Linked DNA regions of Sus scrofa: region 1 is linked to region 2. The links are chromatin contacts, called in public HiChIP or PLAC-seq maps. All regions are on one chromosome and are shown on one strand. The core of a region is the stretch at or near the end of the contact, and the rest is flanking DNA. Distances in the headings are between cores, read along the strand shown.

Evidence for each region. HiChIP or PLAC-seq counts read pairs in DNA pulled down with a chosen protein or histone mark.
Region 1: an H3K27ac HiChIP or PLAC-seq map of alveolar macrophages shows a contact between it and region 2. The contact joins the promoter of PRPF38A here to the promoter of ZCCHC11 in region 2. A contact is called at or near these places in 1 of 47 Hi-C or Micro-C datasets (heart right ventricle) and 1 of 2 datasets of contacts at active chromatin or transcription factors (alveolar macrophages).

What each region holds. Positions count from the first base shown.
Region 1 is chr6:159,817,529-159,821,601 of Sscrofa11.1, reverse strand. It overlaps PRPF38A (a long non-coding RNA gene), which reads left to right and starts at 2,350. Exons shown (of 10, transcript XR_002345201.1): 1 at 2,350-2,692. ORC1 (origin recognition complex subunit 1) reads right to left here and starts at 2,300. Exons shown (of 17, transcript XM_005665420.3): 1 at 1,973-2,300.
Region 2 is chr6:159,653,582-159,657,812 of Sscrofa11.1, reverse strand. It overlaps ZCCHC11 (terminal uridylyltransferase 4), which reads right to left and starts at 1,765. Exons shown (of 29, transcript XM_021096643.1): 1 at 1,609-1,765.

The sequences.
Region 1 (4,073 bases), core at 1,101-3,600, 160 kb before region 2:
TAGGTTTATCTCATTTAATCCTCACAATAATCCTAGAACAATGCTAGTCTATATACTAAGGGCAAAGTAGGTGCTCAGTAATAAATATTTGTTGAATAAAAAGTAGAAGCAGGAGTTTCCATCGTGGCGCAGAGGAAACAAATCCAACTAGGAACCATGAGGTTGCAGGTTTGATCCCTGGCCTCGATCAGTGGGTTGAGGATCCGGCGTTGCCATCAGCTGTGATGTAGGTCGCAGACGTGGCTTGGATCTAGCGTGGCTGTGGTGGAGGCTGTGGTGGAGGCCGGCGGCTACAGATCCAATTAGAGCCCTAGGCTGGGAACCTCCATATGCTGCGGGTTCGGCCCTAAAAAGACAAAAGACAGAAAAAAAGAAGTAGAAGCTATTAGTATTTCAAGATGATAAGGTGTCCCAGTGTTATACGGGATGGCATAGCATGCTGAGCAGCTGGATGAGAACAAAGACTACTCTTTTTTTTTTTGTCCCAGCACATGCAAGTTCCTAGGCCAGGGATCCAATGTAAGCCTCAGCAGTGACAACACCGGACCCTAACCCACTGTACCACAAGAGAACTCTCCAATGACTACTCAACTTCCCCTTAGAACAGCTTGTGTGAAAGTGGATAATGTTAATACATGTCTAAGAGAGACAACTTCTGGTGTGCTTATTACAATAAGCCAGGCTTCACTGACTGAGAGGTCCAATGGGCCTCAATTTCCTTACCCACAAAATGGGGATAATAACAGAAACTTCCTTTTATTCAACCAATTCAAAAACCATTTAATAATCATCCAAATCCAATCTGTGTTAGGCAAAACTACTCTAGGATTACTGAAGATAATTCACTCTGCCACTCCCTTATCCCCTAGGTTTATTTCTAAGGGACAGTGGTTCCTTTCTTCCTTTTTTGCTTTTTAGGGCTGCATTCGCGGCATATGGAAGTTCCCAGGCTAGGGGTCTAATCGGATATACAGCCGCTGGCCTACGCCACAGCCACAGCAATGTGGGATCTGAGCCAGCCGCGTCTCGGACCTACACCTACACCACAGCTCAAGGCAACTCCGGATCCTTAACCCACTGAACAAGGCGAGGGATCGAACTGCAACTTCATGGTTCTTAGTTGGATTCATTTCCACTGTGCCATGACGGGAATTCCTCCTTTCTTTATTTTAAAAAATTATTTGAATGTTATGAAATATATACAATTCAAACAACATTCTGCATTCAATTTCAGGGAATTAATAAATCTTCTAAAGTCCACATATTGCCCTTTGTTACATTAAAAACTGTTGCAGAGGGACTTGATAAACAAAATCTAACATCAGAAACCTCCAATGGCCATCTCAAGCACCCAATACAGCAGGGAAGAGGGTATCAGTTTTATAGAAAATTAAAATCGAAAACTGACATATCTAATCATTACAATTTTGCAGATTAGTAGCCTAGGGTAAGAATCTCGCATCTCATGACTTTTAAGTCCAATCCTTTTTTCAACTGTCAAAAATAGAAGGCCCTTTTATTCCGGGGTTAGACTAGAGAAAGTAAAGCAGGGGCCATAGCACTCTCCTCCTGGAAAGAAGGTGGATACGAGAGAGCCTAGCAGTTAAGAGCAGCTCATCTGGGACTTAGGTAGGAACTCAGGCCGCTTAGTCACGAAAAGGGACTTAGACAAATCTCTCTGCGAACTGCTACACCGTAAAATCGGATAATAACTTCTGCTGTTCCGCCTTCCCCGTGGTGCTTGTTACACTCCGCCGAAAGGAGGAAAAGATGCGAATACCATGCAGATAGAAGGTTCATATGTTTCAGGTCATTACTAGGTCTCAGGGTGCTGAGGACAAGAGCGTACATGCTTCTCTGCTGTTGGCTTCCGGCTTCCCCACTGCAAACTCGCAGTCCCCGACAGAGCAAGGGAGCCTTCAGAAATCCAAAGGTGGAAAGAAAAATGCTCCTACTGGGCTCAGAACAGTACCTGGCACTTAATAGGCGCTTAGGAAGTATCTGCTGAATGGATCAACGTCTGAATGAGTCCGCCGAGAACTCTCCCGCCCGCGGGACGCCACACTCACCGGGGGCCGAAGCTTGCTCGAGCTGGCGCAAGCCTAACGCTTCCCACCGTCTCCGCTTCAGGAGCTCATGGAGTTGCAGCAAATCTAAACTGCCCAGCTGGACTCTTCTCGCAGCTGCCAGTCGTGCAACAGAGCCGAAACTGGCGCCTAGCTAGGAATCCAAAGAAGGTGAGGAAAAGGAAATTCGCGCCAAAAGCCGAGGCCCCGCCCCTAGGCTGTCTCCACGTTCCGTCAGCAGCCTGCCCTCCGGCCCCGCCCATCTAGGGAGGGGACGCGTGACGTACTTCCGCCAACGTGCCCTGGGCCTCGGTCGCGACGCGATTCACGGAAGTTCCTGAAGCAGAAGCGATTCCGGTTTCAAGAGGATCGGCTAAGCTGTTCAGTGAGACTTCCTCCAACTTTCTCAGGCCCTCTCGGGTTGTTGTTGCTTTTTTTTAACCTGGATGTGACGTACTAAAGGAGTCGACGGAAGTAGAACCGAAGGGGTTCTAAAATGGCGAACCGTACGGTAAAGGATGCGCACAGCATCCACGGCACCAACCCTCAGTATCTGGTGGAGAAGATCATTCGGACTCGAATCTATGAGTCCAAGTATTGGAAGGAGGAGTGCTTTGGCCTTACGGGTGAGCAAGAGCGCGTCGACCCCCCCCTTCCCCCACCAGCCCTGGGCGTCCCGTGGCCCAGTTCTAACCTGTCGAATGGGACTGGTCCCGGGGTGGGGGGGGACTGGTCCCGGAGGGTGGGACTGGAGGGAATCTCAGTCTTTCAGAAAAATCTGAGTGCCCACTCTGTGCCTAGTCTTGTGTTGGGCTTTGGGGACCCAAATGGGTCTGATAGGGCCTTTATTCTGAAGGGTGTCAGTTTGGTTCTTTGAGTCATTCCATGTTTAATGGTATCTTGCTAGGTTCCAAACAGTGTTAAAAGTTCAGGGACCCTGAAGATCTTAAAGGAACGTGAATATGCCTGAAACCAAATTCATGATCTTATTATCCCTAAATCTGGCCCGTTTGCACTATTTCCACATTCCGGTCCTGGTATGAATAGAAGCTCTTCAGAGAAACCTTCCAGGCAGTCTGATCTTTGTTGAATTCTGGCTCCTTTTTTGTTCACTGTTCCACCATTGTAAGAGGAACATAATAATATCCACCTCAAAGGTTGAAGGTTTGTTCTAAGGATTAAGTGAAATAATGTATAAAAAGTGTTTGGTATGGTTACAGTATATGTTAATAGAAAGTACTCAGGAATTAGTAGGGGTGGTGCTAATTGTTACCACTGTTAACCACTCCAGTGCTGTTGTTACCGCTCCTGCCAGTTTGTCCACAGAAGATTCATACTGTTTTTATGAGTTGCCATTAAATTTTGGAGTCAAATAAGTTTGCTCCGCGGGCCTTTTCTCATTCCATAGTTTTTTCCTTAGATGATCTCCATACCACAGTTACAGCCTACATATAGATGCCTTCAAATTGATCTCTTCAGCCCAAATTTATATGAATCTAATTCTAAAACGTGCCAACTCAATATGTTTCAAAAGGCAACTCGTGACCTTTTCCCCCAACACTAGGTTACATTCCCTTGTCATATATTTTCATTGATTTCCGTATCTTTCAAATACTGATCCCATTTTAAATTAAATTATGTTTTCAATGCTTTCTGCTTTGCCAGACTGTAAACTCCTTAAGAGCACTGTGTCCTTCTTTACCTGTTATCTCTAGCACTTGGTACCTAACTTTAAGTTGCCAACTGTAATGTGGAATGAATTAATATAGAATTTATACTAAAGGAACTTGAAGTTTGATTTATAAAGTGATTTCCCATTAATAGTGTCTAACATTTGCTGTGTGTCAAGTAAGTATTATCATGTATTCGTATTGTCTCATTTGAGTTCACTATAGGCCTTAACGTTGTACTTTTATTATTCAAATTTGGAATAATACCTCAAATTATTCCGATAATACCTCAAATAATACCTCAAAGAGAGGTGAAATGACTTGTTCCAGTTCACAC
Region 2 (4,231 bases), core at 516-3,015:
CAACTTTCTTTTGTTTGTATTATCTTTTGTATTATCTTTTGTTTGTATTATATCATCTTTTTAAAGCATAAAACAACTTAAATTTCTTATCTTCCCCAAAGTAAATGGTTTTTAAGAAGCACTCTTTACAATTTGTTTATAAAAGGATCACGGTACGCTAGACACTAGTGAATCCATTAATTATTTAAGCACGGTTTTCTAAAAGAATATGTAATAATTTTTAAGTTGTGAGTAAGCAGTACTAGGATGCAATTTAGTGCAACAATTTTAAGGAGACATATAAGAGTTCTGAGCCTAAAGAAAATTTCAGCGTACATTTTACTCATATACAGAACATGCTGACTGATAGTAACAATAAAAAAGAAAAACTTTTTTTGAAACATCCTACAATTCACCACCTTGATATGGCATTCTCTCGAAATTATCATATCCAGTTGGGATTATCCGGTTTTATTAGCTAATAGTTCTCATTAATTGAAAAACAGAAAACAGGATATGTTCTGTTTCACCAAGTGTTACACATTTCGCTACTACAAGACTGGGGGGGGGGGGCGATCTTTGGAAACAAAAGGTAATCTGATCCACTCCAGCTAATTACTAAATGCATGCCAAAAACACACAATTCGAACTGCATTTCTGAACACTAAAGCGATTACAAAAAGGGTCGAATGTCAAATGTGTAAGGAACTACTTTTGTACCAAAAATATATCAAAGCGAAGATACATGGTACACCGAAACTAAAATCTCGCGCAAGGTACAAAATTCATCTAATTAAAGATTTGATAATCTTTTAAAAAGAAGGTGTTTAATCAACGTTGTTAAAATAGCAGTAATTCATCCCATTCAGGTACGGCTAGAAACCCCGATGCTGTGCTTCTTTCAGGTCTAAATATCTCATTCTTTTGCAATCACGATACCAAAAGGACCTGAAACCTCTCGCGGAGGCGTACAATACACTCCGCGAGTGCTGTATGTTTACAAATACCAATCTCACAGTTTCCCACGTCAAAAGCGTTCATTACCACCCTTCGACTGGGGGGCAAGGGAGAGAGAAGGCGGGCGACCAAGAAAGGAAACCCTCTCACCAGACACCTCGGCCTTCTCTCCACCCGACAAGGGCGGGCCCGGAATAAGTGTTTATTATGTATTATTTGCGTGTGTGTATTTATACATTACATACGTATATCTATGTCTAAGCAGGGGTGAAAAAAAGGCACACATGGCAGGGAATCCTATCGCACCCAGAAAATGCTCACTGCTATCCCGTTAACTCCAAATCCGCCGCCCGGGTCCACAGGTTTCGGCCCGCGGCCGAGAGCCCCAGCCTCACTGTGGAGTTCGGCCCCTACGCGCCCCGATGCCCACCTCAGGCCGCCCAGGCCGCCGCCCCTACTTCCCTCATCTCTGCCTTCCCCTGGGACACGCGAAGCCCATTCCCGTAAAGAAAGAAGTGTCAGGCCCCAAGGGGGCGGCTGACACGCGCTCGGGCCGGGCCCCTGACACCTGCGAGGCGCGGCACCTGAGGAGGGCGAACAGGGGGCCGCCCGGCCTGCCCAGAGCACACCCCCTCGGCGCCGGCGGCTGCGCCGCGGCCAGAACCTCCGTACCTGCGAGGCCCGCGAGCTACAGGCGCGCGCGGCGCCTCCTCATCTCAGTGGCTCCCGCTCCCCCTCCGCCTCCCGCTGCCGCCGTCACTGCCGTCGCCGCTGGAGGCCGGGACACGACGAGCTCAGGACTCCACCGCCATGTCCGCCGCGCCGCGAACTGCATTGTGGGGGGGAAGGGATGGGGAGGGGGAGGAGAGAGGGGGAGAGAAAGAGGAGGACCTGCTGAGGGGAGGGGGCCGAGGGAGAAGGTGGGGGGAGCCGAGGAGAGGGGGAGGGGAGAGAGGGACAGAACCCTGAATGGAGTCCTGACCCGGGCGAGGGTAGGCGATAGATGCCCCGGAGACCCCAGAGAGGAAGCGCCGAGGGAAGGCTTTAGGGGTGCCCCCTCCCTTCGTTCTGGGGGCCCCAGGGCACTGGCTGAACCGGGGCGGGGGACAGTAAACACCAGTGGGGGCGGGGCTACGTTCGGGGGCTAGAGGTGGCGGCGAGAAACAACGGGAGGGGGCCGACGTGGGAGGACAGCGCACTCACAGCCACGCTGAGGGAAGGGGCGAGCGCGCGAGGACACTCGTTAGCCCGCGAGGAGGGGGCGGGGCCCTCTAGCGTTGGGGGAGGGTCGGAGGCCGCTCGGGCTCGCGGGGAGGGGCGGGGCCACCGAGCGAGGGTCGCAGCGTCGGGCCCCGGTCCGGGAGCCCCCTGGGGAGCTCGGAGAGGCCTGAGGAGGCGGGGGTTGCGGGCATAGCCGCGCCTCTCAGATCTATTCATGGGCCTGCGGACCTCCCTGCGGAGGACCCCCAAGCGGGAAGAGGGGCCGAAAGCCTCCCCCGCCCCCAGGAAGGAAGACCGGTTTGGGACGTGCACCCTCCGGCCTGGCCCACGGGCATGGCACCCGGACCCTCGGCGGTTAGTGTGGGCTTCTAAACACCTGAGAGAGTAGGTGGACAGAGGAAGCCCCGGGGTCGTTCCCACCCTTTCCTGACCCCGCCTATGCTGTCAGCCCCCCAAAGCTGGAATCATCTTCTTTCAAGATGCAAGCAATTTATTTTACTTTATTTTGCTTTTTAGGGCAGCACGTGGAGGTTCCCGGGCTAGGAGTCAAATCTGAGCTACAGTTGCAGGCCTACACCACAGCCACGGCCAGATCCCAGCTGTCTGCGACCTACACCACAGCTTACAGCAACGCTGGATCCTTAACCCACTCAGCAAGGCCAGGGATGGAACCCGCAACCTCAGGATTCCTAGTGGAATTTGTTTCCACCGCAGCGCAATAGGAACGCACCAGACAATTTCTTTTAAAATGGAGTAAAGGAGGTCTGGAGAAATATCTGGAGCATCCCCCCAACCCCCCAGAGAAAAGATTTTAGAAGTCATTTATTTAGTTTCACATGGGTTTGGAATCAGCTGCCAACCATCAGCCTCCTTCCTCTCCTGCTTTTAATGTAGGTTCCTCAGCATACTTATTTAAAGTCGCGATCCGAATGGACTTAAGTTTTTGGGGTTTTTTTTTTTGGTATTTTTTTTAAGGCCCCAGCCTTGAAGATTATTCACCCAACCTCTAACCTCAAAGCTAGACAAATCACACAACTACAGTCCAACTGCATTTGACACATGCTAAGGCAGGAAAAGGATATGATGCGGTGGATATGAGAGAAGATGCAGAATCTTGAGTATTTACAAGATTCTGCTTTATAAAATTTCTCATGATGTAACTCAGAGGCTGTGAGCTATAAAAGTTTACAGAAAGGGCCTTCCCTCTCTGCAGAGTCCATCTACTTTGCACCTCAGAAGTGAATACTTCTCATTGATCTATTTGTTTAGATGAAACTGAAGCTTAATGAGAAGGGTTTATACATTGCCCACTAAGTGTTAGTCACTGAGTAAGAGATTGCACATATTTCAGCATTTAATCCTCATTAACAATCCCATGAGGTCCATGCTATTGCTCCTATTTTTAAACAAACCCTGAGAATAAGTACATTTTACCCATACCATGTCTCATGCCAGAGGGCTCCAGTGAAGCGCATAGAGTAGTAGATTTCAAACCAAAAGAGCCCTACCAGGCTTCAGCACTTATCAGCTGGATGACGTTGACCAAATATACCCTCTGAGTTTAAATTTTTAAGTTTTTAACAACAAAATACCTACTCCACAGAGATGATGTAAGAAAACTAGCAGGTCCCAAATTTAGAGCCTGTAGAAACATTAAGATGATACTAACACGTCCTTTTTAGTGAAGGATATCTGTATCCTTGAAGCAAGTTCAATTGAACAAAATTTCCCCCTTACTTAATAAGAGCAAAGCATTGAGTTAGAGTTACAAAGACAAACCAGATTGCTGTCTCCAAAAAAGTTTACCATTGAGCAAGGAAAGTCATTTTATCAAAGCAATAAGTTATATGAACAATGAGCTGGGCTAATAAAGCAGAGAACATGATAAATTCTACTTGGGTGAGGCTATAATGGAAGAGGTAGAAGCTGAACCTTGAAGGCTTGCCGGCTATGTGTAGGACACTGGTTTGTGATTCTGAGAATATCCTTTTGTCTGGAGTGTGCAGAAGATAATGAGTCTGAAAACAAAGGCTGGTGCCAAACTGAGAATCCCAGTGCCTTTCTACACCTATCC